2 separate regions of the Rattus norvegicus genome follow, and region 2 is linked to region 1. The links are chromatin contacts, called in public Hi-C maps. All regions are on one chromosome and are shown on one strand. The core of a region is the stretch at or near the end of the contact, and the rest is flanking DNA. Distances in the headings are between cores, read along the strand shown.

What was found. A called contact is a pair of places that touch in the nucleus more often than the background predicts.
Region 2: a Hi-C map of liver shows a contact between it and region 1, with 4 times the contacts expected there. The contact joins the promoter of Mrfap1 here to the promoter of Wfs1 in region 1.

The regions. Positions count from the first base shown.
Region 1 is chr14:78,032,454-78,039,618 of GRCr8, forward strand. It overlaps Wfs1 (wolframin ER transmembrane glycoprotein), which reads left to right and starts at 2,752. Exons shown (of 8, transcript NM_031823.1): 1 at 2,752-2,763.
Region 2 is chr14:78,222,761-78,229,925 of GRCr8, forward strand. Mrfap1 (Morf4 family associated protein 1) reads left to right here and starts at 4,465. Exons shown (of 2, transcript NM_001009264.2): 1 at 4,465-4,974; 2 at 5,224-6,242. The coding sequence starts at 4,587. The coding sequence ends at 4,964.

The DNA.
Region 1 (7,165 bases), core at 1,502-4,001:
CAGAACCTGGAGCTAGAATGGTGGCTAGCAACCTCTAGGGATCCTCTCCTCTCCAATCATTAGCAGAGCTATGGTTTCTGGCAAACGTGTGGCTGCGCCCAACCTTTTATCTGGGTGCTGGGAATTCAATCCCAGGTTTATGCAGTAAGTGTTCCTACCCACTGAACCACCCTTCCAGCCCCAGCTCCTTTCTGTGTGTCTGGTAGTTTGTGTTTTCCTATGGGCTGTATGGTGTCCACTCTTTAAGTCATTGTCTAGTTTGCTAATTTGCCCTCACTCTCACTCTCACTCTCTCACTGTCCGTTTTAGGATTTGCCTGTGACTCTGTTCTTTTTTTTCCAGCTCCATGGAGAAGCCAGTGTGGTGCTGCATTCTGCGACCCCCTGAGCAGTCAGAGGCAGCTTTATCAAACCCTCTCTTCCCTTAGTCACAGGAGGATTTGTTCTATCCTTCCCATGAGCTTGCCCCATCCTGGCCTCTGTGTTGTGGCAGCTTGTGCAGCCTCCTGAGAGCCAGGCTGCTGTGTTGTCCTGGACGGTGGCCAGCAAGGAGTGGATGACCATGCTACGTGTGCTCTTAGAGGCCATAAAGAGTGAGTAGGCAAAGCCCAGCTAGCGCAGGCCTCTCTGTGCTAAGTCTTGCAAATGTGAACAGGATGTTAATTCCGCAGGGTGGGCCAAGCCCCAGCCATCCCAGACGGAGGGTAGGTGGGCCGAGTATAAAAACCAAGAACCAAAACCCAAAAAACTCACTAAATTGGTTTTTAAAGAACTTTTAAATGCTCAAGAGATAATTGGGAGGGAAGGGCTTCCCAGAAGGAGGAGGAGACAGGTGTGTGGCTTAGTTGTAGTTTGCAGGAGGTGGGATGGGGAGAGGTGGGAGGTGGGCACTGAGTCAGAGGAGGGAGAAGTTCTGGTTGTCACACAGTAAAGTGGCCCTGTGCTTATGGTGGTGTGCTGGGGATCTCAAAAATAGAAGAAAAACTTCACAGAGATGACGAATGCTTGAGCTGTGTCTACCCTGATTTAAATCTCTCCTCTCTCTCTCTCTCTCTCTCTCTCTCTCTCTCTCTCTCTCTCTCTCTGCCTGTGTTTGTGTGTGTGCTCCTCATACACCTGTATAACTTTCATGTGTCAGTTAAGCTACATTTATATTAGCTGTAGCAGACACTGACATTTGTTTCTAGCTGTGAAGTGTTCGGAGGAGGTGAAGACTTTAATGGGTGGTTAGGCCGTGAAAGGAGTTGAAGTCTTTTGGAGGGGGTGCACTAATTAGTTACAAAGAGTGGTGCCTTAGGTTTTTTACTCTTCTGGTGCCACCCACCCTTCTTTCTGTTCCCCTGCACATGTTGATGCAGGACAAGGCCCTTGCCACGTGCTATCTGATCCTGGCTTCTCCCACCCCCAGAACAATGAGCCAAATAAACTTCTTTCCTTTGCAAATTACCTAGTTCCAGATATTCTGTCATAGCAACAGAAAATGCATTAAGACAATTGGTTACCATGGAAATGTGAATTGCTATGGCAGGGGCCACTTTTCCTTTTCCATATTGGGAGGTTTTTCCTCCAGCAACTCACAGCAACTTGTTTTGGTAAGCCAAGGCTATAGTTCTGAAAAAGCCACTGCCATCTGGTGCTCCTGCTTCTTGAACTTGCCACTACACCCGCCCCCCAAAACAGACACCCCAAACTTAGGGGTGAACCTGAAAATCTTTGCTTCTAAAGAATCACTCTGCTGGGGCACTCTTCCTTCTCTGTGAGCCTAGCTGGGGTACTTGAGAAGATTAGACCCTGAGCAGCTGCAAGAGTCGAAGGATTTGGTGAATCCGTGCTTTACACGGGTTGTACTGGTTCAGTGGGCGGAGTGCAGCTCCCAAAGATGAACAGCCAGTGCGGTCTCAGTCTGAACTCTTGCTGCAGGTCACGAGAACAGGTTCTGTGCAATGAGGTGTGCGGTTCAGGAAAGGAACGAGCATGGAAACTGGACTGTAGCTTTCATCTCCAAACCACACCTCTCAGACACTCCGGAGGGGGAAAAAGAGGGAGGAGGCTTTCAACTGCCTGACTTTCCTTGCATTATCGCCTGGCTAATCTTTAAAGCGTGCTATAGTTTGCTTTTGGGGTTTGGTAGCACGTGCACATACTTGTGCCACACTTTTTTGTACTCGTTGCTACACTGGGGAGTCCTCCTCTGTGTTTCTCGATGCCCCGGAATTAGGACGCCTGGCACGAAGTGCGCGACGTTAGTCAGCATTGTAATAGCCGGTCTGAAGTCTGAAGATGGGGCCTCATGGTGCAGAGGCGGGCTAAAGGTGGCGCGAGTTTTGCTCCTGGGTCCAACCACCTGTTATTAGGCAGGCTCACGGGCTTTGGTCAGGAAAGGGACGTCCTGGAGGCGGGGCAGCAAGGGGGCAGGGCCGGGCCGAGTCCGCTTGGAAACTTTAAACTGTGGGCCGGCTGGACCCGCCCTCTCGGCGCCATCTGTCCTCCTGGCGCCCCGAGAGAGCCAGTCACAGCAAGGCGAGGCGCACCTTGATTCGCGAGAGCACATAGTGATTGGCAGGCATGTCGACCACTCAGAGGGACTCCTCCCTCTGAGTCGCTTCAGGAATGGAGGGTGGCAGAGGCCCCGCCCAGACCCCGCCCCCTTCCCAGGGCCGCGCTGAATGTAGGGCCGCGCGCTCCGCCTGTTCAGCTGGCCGCTGCAATCTCCGCGGTTTTGGAGGAACTTCGCGGCGGGCTGGGAGGCCCAGCACTGCGGCTGGTGAGTTTTTCAGGGTCGTTGTGCCATGGCCTTGGCATTGGCCTTGGGCATGCAGCATTGGGAAGGGTTACGGAGCGCTGGGACGCGTCGCTCTCCCGGCCTCAGTTTCTCCTGATGGGTGGCGGGGCCCCAAGTCTACTCCAAGTTGCTAGAAGTTGGAAGCCAGGACTCTCGCTGCTCCACGGAGCCCGAGGTGTCTACTGTCCCAACTGAGCCAGTTGTGTCCAAGCCGAGCGCCTCTCACTCAGCTCCGGAGTCCCGGCACTCCCGCAAATCTCCCCGCGACACCGCGCTGCGGATGGTACAGCGGGTCTGAGGCTGCCCACGCCCCAGAGCTGCCCCATCAAGACCTAAGTCCCCCGACCCTGCACAGGGCCATGCAGGACCTGATCCCTGGGGCGCGTGGGGGCTCAGCCCACCCGGGAGCCGCGTGACTGTTTCTCTCCCTCTTCGGGTTCTCAGTAAAGGAGGCAGGACAGCAGGAATCCTGGGGACCCTCCTGTAGTTATCCACCCTATTAGGAACCCGCTGGCCTTGATGTGGCCACCGGTTCTGGTATGCACCGCACCTTGAGGAACTTACGTTCTGGTCAGATGACTAGAAGCCTTCTGGAAAATCTTACCCTACACTTCTGGGTGTGATGGAACCGTGTCCTTTCACCGCATTTTGTTAGTTGATCTTATATGAGAGTCCAATAAAGCAGTGTTTTGGTTTCTTGGAACTAGCTCCCTGCCACCGCCACCCTCCACCGCGCCCTTGGACCCCTACTCCCAGGGGTAGGACTTACAGTTTCCATTTGACACCAGAGGCTCAGTAGATTTGGGACACCTAATGGACAGAGCTAATGAATCTCTGCTCCCCCCACCCCCCACCCCCGCCAGCAAGCAGGTAAGCAGGTGCAGCCCCTCCTCTGTCACCTTGAACAAAGCCCCCAGGAGGTTGGCTGGGACTTTACTCTCTCCAGGATCCATCATTCACTCAGAGCTGTGTTCTAGGTTCTTGAAGCCCATGGGGATCACAGTGGCTACCTTCCCTCTTCCCTCACCTGTTCAACCTCTGTCTGTCTGGTACTGATGACACTTTCATGTACTTTTCATCTGACTAGGAATCAAGAGAGAGTTTATGCTCCAGTTTCTTCCTGAATGTTCCTTGAACGTCCTCAGATACAGGCAGGATTGGGTAGAGACACCCCTCACCTTCCTTCCCAGGTGGAAATGTATGGAACGCCCCAGTACCAGCGGCCTCCCTTACACCTTCAGAAGGCTTGGGACTGGTCGCATTGGAGACGTAGCTTAATCGTGGCCCCAGAAACACATAAATATATGACAGATGCCACACACATTCTCGTCCCTGCTGGTAATGCGGTGGAGATGGGTAGGAGCCCTGTTCTCTATAAGATACCCCTTCTCTCATGTTTCCTACATTAGGAGGGGGCTAAAGCCCCCAGCCACATGCCAAGCCACTTGTAAGTTCCCACTTCTTAGTTCCCCTTACTGAATCCAGTTACAATCTCCCCTCCTTCTCGATGTGCTGTCTACCCCAGTGCTGCCCCTGTTGTAGGCTCCTCACTCTGCCTGGATGGCTCCCACCCTCCTCTCTGGTTTTCCATGGCTCCAATCACCCTCAATGGTTCTTACATTCCTCCGGCCTATGGGATCTCCTAGCCGGGCATTCCTCTGGCTCCAGGGGGCTGATGTCTGCCTATCTCTCAACCCCCCACCCCCAGGGAATGGGGTTATCTGATGTTGAAAATCTTCCTTTCTCTTCTGATTGTCCTGAAGGCTCAGCCAGGCCTCGGCAAAGTCCATAACCTGGCTTTTCCCATGGTTAAATGAGAACCATGCGTCTGCCCAGTCCATTTCCACGGCTTTTCCATCTCAGACAGTCTAACTAGATATCACCTTCCCACCAAGTTAGATGCTTACACGTTACCCGTGGGGCATCTTCTGCTGGACAGGGAGGCCCAGTGCCCCACGCAGCCAGCCCAGCGCAGGTGCCTGACATGATATCTTCACTGTCCACCATGGCAGCCCATGCCCCTCCCTGTTCACTCCCCCTCTGTTCCCATGAACTTGTCACCTTGGGAGAGCTGGACTGTTCCTTGGTTTGGACTTAATACTCTGGGCAAAAATAGGCACCTGGGAGCCATCAAGGGCTTCGTGACCTTGTCTTGAGGGTCAGTTCTATGCCAGAGGGCTGGGTTAGGCCAGGCCAGAGCAGACCTCACAGGCCAGGGACTTGGTCACTGGTGGAGTTTAAAAGAAAGCTTCATTTCAGCTCCCCGAATGCTCCACGTTCATTACAGAGAGTTAAGGAAATGAAATTTTAAAGCTAAAATAAAACCATCTCTGTTCCTTGCCCAGAGATAGCAAGTATTGTCATGGGGGAGGGACATTTCTTTCTTTTCCTACAGATAATTTTTTAAAATCCTAAATAGACCCAGGATGATTACCAAATCTATTTTAAAATCCTGCTTGATGATATTATGTTTTGTCTCCTGTCTTGGAATCTTTCTATACAAGACTGTGGTTAGAGGCTGTGCTGTGTCTTCGCCGGTCTCTTTGGACACTAAAGGATTGCTGTGGGGGATGCGTCTCTGTGCCAGCTCTGCAGGAGTACAGTGGGGGATTGGAAATGCTGGCTGTCTTGACTTCCCAGGATGTGTAACCAAGGGACCGAGAGACTGACACCTTTCCCTGCAGAACAGAATGGAGTTGGTCCAGAGGGATAGAGGGCTCCATGTAGTCCTATAGCCCTAGCCTTTGTAGATCGCAGTCAGGCAGCCTTCTCCAGGGTGGCCTCTCTGAGGATAGCCACTCCTCAGCCCAGCTTCTTGACGCTGGCATTTGTGTTTAGTTGGGATAAAAATATGCCTTGGCGTTCACAGGGAAAGAATGCCGGCCACTTTGTGTTTTGGGATCTTACTCAAAGATGGGTTCTAAGCCTCTGCTCTGGCCACTGTGGAGCTGGGGCCAGAGCTGGGTGATGAAGCTCTTCTTCCACAGCCAGGGATTTCCAGCCCTAGGGAGGGACTTGCCTAAGGTCATTCAGCCGTGAAGTCCCCAGTGTCCTGTGTGCCTCAGGTCTCAGCCTTCATTCATTAAGCCCTAGTGTATGCCCTGAGGTGCAGCTCCGTCTTCCCGGTTCACTCCAGCTCTAGGCAAGGCCTTCCCTTTGTGTCATGGCTGTGTCTTGTGTCTCTGTGACCAATAATTCCAGGAAATTGCTTTAAATTAACAAGCTCTGTGACCTAAACTAGGCTTGGCCTTCAACCCCAGAACCTAAAAATGAATTCCCCCGCATCCACCCTGCCTTGCCAGATTTCTTTTTTTTTTTTCTTTTTTCTTTCTTTTTTTTTTTTTTTTTTCGGAGCTGGGGACCGAACCCAGGGCCTTCTTGCCAGATTTCTTATCTTGTATAGTTTTGCTTTGGCTGCAGTGTGCTCACAGTAAGTTACCTAGGAGCGCGGCAGCCAGCCATAGCCTGCTTCCCTGACATTTCCTTTTTTTTTTTTTTTTTTTTTTTTGGTTCTTTTTTTCAGAGCTGGGGACCGAACTCAGGGCCTTGCGCTTCCTAGGCAAGCGCGACATTTCCTTTTATAAGGTGTTTTTCCCCTAAAGAAGAGGTGTTCATACTCAGGGGTGTGAGTCTGTGTGCACATGCCTCTGTGTGTGTGTGTGTGTGTGTGTGTGTGTGTGTGTGTGTGTGTGTGTGTGAGAGAGAGAGAGAGAGAGAGTTAATGTGTGCACACATGTGCATGCATTTATATGTATGTGTGTGCTCATGGATGTACATGTGAATGTTCTTCAGTCACTGTCCCCCTTGGTTTTTGGAGACAAGAGTCTATCACTGGCCTGGAGCTTGTCAACTAGGTTAGGCTGACTGACCTGCATCTCTGAGGATCAGCCTGTCTCTACGTCCACATCACTGGGATTGTCGAATAAGGCTTTTGTTTGTTTTCATTTGTTTGATTGTTTGATTGTTTAGTTTTCTTCCAGACAGCGTTTCTTTGTCTAGCCTTGGCTGTCCTGGAAATAGCTCTGTACACCAGGCTGCCCTTAAACTCAGAGATCCACCTGTCTCTGGCTTCCAGGTGCTGGGATTAAAGGCACAAGCCATCACTGCCCAGCAAGTTTTTTTTTTTTTTTTAACATTGGGACCAGGGACCTTATGCCTGGCAAGCATTTTACCAACTGAACGATTTCCCCAGTCCCCCATTTAGGGGGTTCATTTTGTTCTGTTTTGGTTTGTTTTAAAATGCCTCACCATTTACAGGTGACCCTTTCTTTTACCAAATCCCGTTGCACACTGATGTGCAACTGAGGCAGGGACTAAGCTAACCAGCCATCCTGTGGTACCTGTGGTTATGAAGTGATGTCCTGTTGTCAGGAAGGTGGTCTCT
Region 2 (7,165 bases), core at 3,215-5,714, 190 kb after region 1:
GTTTTTGGTTGGGTTCATTTGCTTGTTTTGGGTTCTTATATGTTGGTGTGAAGACTGCAGACAGAAGAGGTGGAATTCATGAGTTTCCATTATGCCTAGGGGCAAATGTCTTGGCCAGCTGGAGCTATAACAAACTACCACAGGATAGCCATTTATTTCTTTGCACTTCTGGAGGCTTCAAGTTCAAAATCGAGGTGTCAACAGATACCTGTTTGGGGTGCCTTCTGCTTTGCAGACAGCTGCCTTTGCAACATGTCCTCACACTGCAGATACCAGAGGACAAGACTGAGCTCTTGTGTCTCTTTTGGTAGGGACATTAATCTTAATATTATTAGTTTTTGAATTTTGGTTTTTCAAGACAGGGTTTCTCTGACTGTCCTGGAACCCCTCTGTAGACCAGGCTGGCCTCAAACTCACAGAGATCTCTGCCTGAGTGCTGGGGTGAAAGGTGTGCACCATGACCTGCCAGCTAAGGACATTAAACTTATCATGGGGGTCCCACACTCAAGTGCTTCTGAAGGGAACCAATTCCTAGTAATAGTTAGGATATCAATAGCTGGACTTAAAGGGGGTCACATTTAGTCCAAGGCACCAAATTCCTCCCAGGCCTTTTGTGTCTAGGCCCGTGATGTCTCTGGAAGTCATGTAAAGTAGCTCTAAGCTCCAAGTTTCTAAGCACAGTGCATTCAGGATCACTCCTCCTAGGGCAGCAGGAAAAAGCAGAATTTGCCTCCTCTCAGCCTGCAGGTCTGGACCTAAGCCTCAGGGCTTGAGTTGCAGTTCTTCCCCAGGTGGCCTGCCTTGCCACCTCTAGGACAAACTGTTCTTCAATCTCCAGCTTGGGGAAACGAGGCTCCACCTCAGTAAGTCGTTTCCTGCTGTGGGGCAGCTGAACATCTTGCGCCATGTTTATTTCTCAGTAGCAGCTGTCATGGCCTGAGGCTGCCAGGATCAACCTGGTTGTGAAACTGCTCCCTCAACATCTTTCATCTATGTCACCCTGGCTGTTCTGGAACTCACCATGTACACCAGGCTGGCCCTGAACTCACAGAGACCTGCCTGCTTCTGCCTCTTGAGTTCTGGGTTTAAAGGCGTTCTGTTTTTTAGTTTCTATTAATTTTATTTTGTCTGTTTGTATAGTCACGTGTTGTGTATTCCCAAGTGAAAGGGGCAAACACATCTGTGAGTACGTGAAGAGGCCAGAAGAAGACCCCAGATGGGCTGCTCTAGCTTCTGTCTTTCTCCAAGTTATTCCTTTGAAACAGGATCTCTCCTGGACCTGGTGCAGAGTTGGTGGCCAGCAAACCTCAGCCATCCACCTGCCTCTACCACCTCCCTCCATTTCCCTACCCCTACATGCGTGTGCGCATACACACACACACACACACACACACACACACACACACATACACACACATACACACACACACACTCAATGTGCTAGGTTTATAGTCATGAGTCACTACCCCCTTTGGGTCTTTGCATTTGCACAGCAAGTGCATGACCTCCCAGCCAGCTTCCCAGTCTGTCCCATCCCCTTTCACACCATTTTTTCACAGAGCTTTCAGGTTCCCCAAAAAAGTGGAGCAGAAAGTGCAGAGTTCCCACACATGCCAGACATTCCCTACCAACAACCTACACCCCTGGATCATTGTTACACTCAATGAGCCTACAGCGTGCAGTGCTATCGGTAAAGTCTCTGCTTCTGTTATAGTGCACACTTAGTGTTGGAAACTGTGGGCTCGGACAAATGTGTTCTGCCATTCAGGCACCATTACTGTCTCTCAGAGCAGGGTCACTACTAGCCTCCATACTCTCTCTCTCTCCCTCTCTCCTGAAAATACACCCATCTTTCTGTATCCCCATTCTGTCCTTTCTGGAAGGTCAAGTAGTTAAAACCATGTGATTGATGTACAAGAGGTTTCCTCTGTTTAGTAGCAGTTAAGACCCAGTGAGTCTTTTCATTTTTCGGTTGCTTACTCCTTTTAGTGCTGAATAATATTCCATCATTCATTCACCTACAGAAGACCGTTTGCTTCGAACTTTGGGCAGTAACAAACAAAGGAGCTGTAAACATTATGTACCTGACTGTGGCAATGCAAATATCTCACATTCTAAGAGACTGAAACATTTGCTCAACAGCCAAAGTTAATAATATACCTTGGGGTCACTTAAGACTGCTAGCCTACTGTGTACTCAAACTGTTGGTATAACTTCCCTTTAAGGGAACAATGTAACAATGAACCTCACTTGCCCTGAGCTTTCAATGTAATCAACTTTTACAACCTAAGCTAATACATAGATAACCTTAAATTATATACTCTTCCATGCCCCTGACCCAGACAAAACAGCAAATACGGAAATTGAAAGCAACGTCCTAAAATCTACCATGAAGTTTGAAAGCAACTGTTTATGGTTATTGTTTGAAAATAATGATGTTGGTGATGTGGGTCCGTGGGATCAGTTGGTGCCAGTGACTTAATCCCTTCTCAACGATTTCTACAAAGTGTCCCATACTTTCCCCATGTGATGCTCTCAAAGTCCCTCAGTAAAGATAGAGCAACACCCTCTGTTAGGGGCAGACACACCCCTCACAGAAGAGACAACGCACAGACAGACACAGAGCGCCCACAGACAGACACAGACACAGAGAAAAACGAATCCCAAGGTAGCCTTTAGGCAGGCACAAATTTAGACTCACTCAACAGACAGGCAGAGGACAGACAACGCAGGGAGCATGAAGAGGACAATTCGAATCTGGACTCACTCCTAGTTAAAACAACTCCAAGGGGAAATGCTTCTGTTTCTTTCCTTCATGTGATGCTGATACGTTATTGATAACTCAGAGTGAATCATTGACGTGTATAATCCATGCGCAGGGTTTTGTGTGGATTTAGGGGTTCAATTAATTTGCTGTGTTGAACAGTAGAAGCTGTCTTGGTTCTAGAGATCACATTCCCACTGATTAAGGGGAGAAGAGAGGTAAAGAGGGGGAAGGAGAGGGAGAGTGGGAGAGGGAGAGGGAGAGGAAAAGGGTTTCCTGGGATCGATGCTTTCTAGCCTTTCCCTGGGTCAGGGTTCTGCAATCTAACTATCCTAATGCAGCGTGCAACAGAACCTCACTGTCCTCTGAACCATTTACTCTCATTCATGTTCTTAATTGCAATAGCTTCCATGCTGTCAAGAAAACCTAAAGGCTGGATTTTTTTTTTTTAAATTAAAAGCCACGGAACATATGGGCTGGAGAGATGACTCAGTGGTTAAGAGCACTGACTACTTTCAGAAGTCCTGAGTTCAATTCCCAGCAACCACATGGTGGCTCACAACCATCTGTAATGGGATCAGATGCCCTCTTCTGGTGTGTCTGAAGACAGCTACAATGTATTTACTTATGTAGAATAAATAAATAAATAAATAAATAAATAAATAAATAAATTGAAAAAAGCCACTGAGTGTGAAGAGTCCAGTTAAAGATATGCATTTTAAATATGCCTATGGTTGGTATTTGCAAAGTGGTTTCATGACTCCTGGTTGGAAAACCAGCGAGATACATGGTTCATATTCTTGAGAAAGTGCTGTCTGATCAAGAGACTAAGAATTCGGCATCTTCCCTTAAAGTTCAGTGTTGAGTAATTGTTTGACTACGACAACTTCTGTCCTTTCCACATCAGGTGATCACCAACTGAACTTTGGGTCAGCTGGGACCTCAGAACGCATCAGACAATAGTTTCACCTCAGGAAGCCAGGAGCTCTGTCTGGTAAAAAACACCCAGGCACTCATCAATCAAGATAAGATAATTACACTTAAATTAATCAAGAGGCGGAGCTATGAGCAGTATGACTGTCCACACTGTGGATTTCCAATTTTCCTCCTTCCCAGTTTTGGAAAGCTGTTTTTTGTTATTGTTTGCTTGTTAATTTTGTTTTGTTTTGAAACAGGGTCTCACTACTGGATTTCACTATGTACACTAAAATGGCCTCAAACTCAACAATCTGCCGGCCTCTGCGTCCCAGGTGCTGGGATTGCAAGCAGGCTCGTTCTTTTACGTTTCTTCCTTCCTTTCTTTTTTTTTTAAAAGTAAATTTGTCAGACATGGGAAGGTACGGCAAGAAGATTGCTCAGAGTTCAAGATCAGTTTAAGCCAAATAATTGAGTTCCAGGACAGCCTTGCTACAACGTGAGGTCCTGTTTCAAAAGGTAAATAAATAAAATCAGAATAAGAAACAATGAGGAGTGAACTTGGCATCATTCAGAGAAGAGTGCATCACCAAGAGCTTTAGAGGTGTGACGAGCTGATGTTTGCGCGCGGCCGCGGAGGCGCTTGCTCCGCCCCTTCATGGACGTGCGCGCGCCCGCACCTCGCACCGCGGCCGTAAAGAGGGGCGCGGCTGTGTCGTGAAAGTGGTCGCAAGGCGCAGAGCTCTGGTTGACGGTTGGGACTCCATTTTGTTCGCCGCTCGTCTGCTTCGCAGCCGCTCGTCTCCGTGGCTTCTCCGAGGCAGAAAGTTGGAACAGCGGCGGAAGTTTTGAAGACTCGGCCCGAGCTCGGTCACTGAGTGTCGTGCAGACAAGCAAAGCAGCGGAGATGCGGCCCCTGGACGCAGTGGAGCTGGCGGAGCCCGAGGAGGTGGAGGTGCTGGAGCCGGAGGAGGACTTCGAGCAGTTTCTGCTGCCCGTCATCCACGAGATGCGCGAGGACATCGCGTCGCTGACGCGCGAGCGCGGACGCGCGCCCGTGCGCAACCGGGGCAAGCTGTGGGAGATGGACAATATGCTGATCCAGATCAAGACGCAGGTAGAGGCCTCTGAGGAGAGCGCTCTCAACCACCTGCAGGGCGCGGGCGGCGCCGAGCCCCGCGGCCCCAGGGCGGAGAAGGCCGACGAGAAGGCGCAGGAGATGGCGAAGATGGCCGAGATGCTGGTGCAGCTCGTGCGGCGGATAGAGAAGAGCGAGTCTTCGTGAGCCGTCCGCGGTAAGGGCGGGAGCCTGGTGGGGCGTGGGCGACTGAGGGGAGGAGGCTGGCTTGTCGCCCCGGAGTAAACTAGGCCCCTCTGGGGAAGGTGTATAGCAAATTGTCGGTGGGGAGACCCTGGAAGATTCCAGATTGTGCTGGAAAGCATGAGGCCCTGAGCAAGGCAATCTCCAGGAGGGTCCGGGTGTTTGCTCTACTGTCCTGCGTGATTAACCTTTCGGTGATGCATCTCTCCCGCCCGTGCTTTAGGTTTCCAGCCAATGGATTCTGGTTGAGTGATGGCGATTGGCTGACATGACACCCTGGAGAAGCTGAAACCAGAGAGCCTTTGTTTTCCTTTTTTCTTTCTTTATTTTTTTTTCTTTTCCCCTCTGTCTTCACTCTGTTCTCACTGACACTACGTTTCTGCTATGGTCTGCGGTTGACGACCTCGATATGAGTTTTTGATTATTCAGTGGTTCCTTTTTTTTTGTTTGTTTGGGGAAAATAACTTTGATTTGGAAAATGCGCTCACATACGGGAATTAGGGCCTAGATTGTAAGCCCTGTGGCAGTTGAATAACGTTCATTCCTGGGCTTTGGTTGTTGTTCCTGAATTTTGAGGTGCTTTGCTCTTTCTTGGGTGACCTGATAGCTCCCTGAACTTTGGGTCCCTGTGACACTTGAGACTTGGAGTTGGAGCTCACCGCCTCTGAAAGTTCTGAAGAAGCTGCGTTAATTCTAGAAGAGGACTCCATGCAGCAATGGCAGAAGAAGGGCCCAGACTTCATCTGGGACTGTGGATGGGCCTTACACGGCTAGGACTGATGACCTGGGAGAAGGGTCGGAGGATTGTATTGTTTCTATGGGGGGACTTTAATTTCTGTGTGAGACCAAAGGAGGAGAGATGTATTTTGTGCAAATTTTAAATTTTATGTGCTACACTATCTATTATAACCTGCCTGATGAGTTTGTTGGGACAGCCTAACTCATTTTTAAATGAAACGGAACCCGGTATGGGAGATGAGGTCTTGTTCGTCTGTACAAGTTGGTATCCCCATATATTTGAGGAGATCCTGGGCGTAAAATGAAAGATCCTTGCAATACCCTTTGTGTACTGAGAAGGAAAACCTGCAATGGACCCAAAACTTCAAGGAAGAGGCGTCTTCAAGGTTCATATGTAGTCAAGCTATAAATGTGTGGCAGACCTGATAAGCATTTGAGGTCAAAACCCTTACCATGTTGAAAACAAAATCTTACATGTTAATAAAAGTATCGTTTGCTTGAAAAGATAAGCCCAGAGAGTTATTAAGTCTTCATTCAGCGGCCTGTGCTTAGTTTGCATGAACGTCCTCTAGCTTTGGGAGCTCTGGGTGAGCAGAAGGGAACTTCTGGCTCTGGCTACTGTAGGATAGGAGATTCTCCATTCCTAGTAGGAAGTACGTAGTCTTAGCCTCTGAGACCAGTCCTTTAGCTTGACTCCTGCTCTTTAGCTGTCTTGCATGGAGACAGTAGTGTTGATACACCGTAGCAGGCAGCAGCCACAATGTATCGACTCCCTTCAGACTAGAAGGGCTGGGTCCCCAGCTGCTGGGATTGACCCTCTATAGGAAATACCCCTACCAAACAATGGCTTTGGCCCATCTCTTTCCTGGGTGGCCCAAGTCCAAGGCCCTCCCTTTTAAGGACATCCCAAACATCTTTGCATTCTTGTGTCTGTTGAGGGAACTGAGGCCCAGCCTAACTTCTGACTGCTCAGTGTGTTCCTTCCCAGGGGTGATCATTGAACTTCACCTGTATGGTCTTAGTGCTGCTTCCTGGAGTAACTTCTGATCTCTTAACAGACGCACTTGCCTTCGATCATGACAAGCAGGTGTAGGAGGGTTTTCCAGAGCGCTGTTTCGATAAGCTTGGCCTTGGATAAGCACAACTTCAGAAGTCAGAAAGAACGGGGTGGGCCATGCACAGGGAAGTGAGACCAAGCACTGTGGTGTGAGTTCTAGTAGTGGGGTCCAGCAGGAATGGGACTCAGGAGGTAACCAGCAAAGGGCCATGTTTGGCACATAGCTGTAGACTTTATATGGATTTTGCTTTCCAATAACCCTTTACTGTCCAGTGTAGCACATTGCATTGGGTCGCTGGTTCTAAAGTGGATAGCCAGGGCCACAGATGGCTCGGTGGGTAAAGGCGAGCCTCCTGCCAGTCATAAGGAA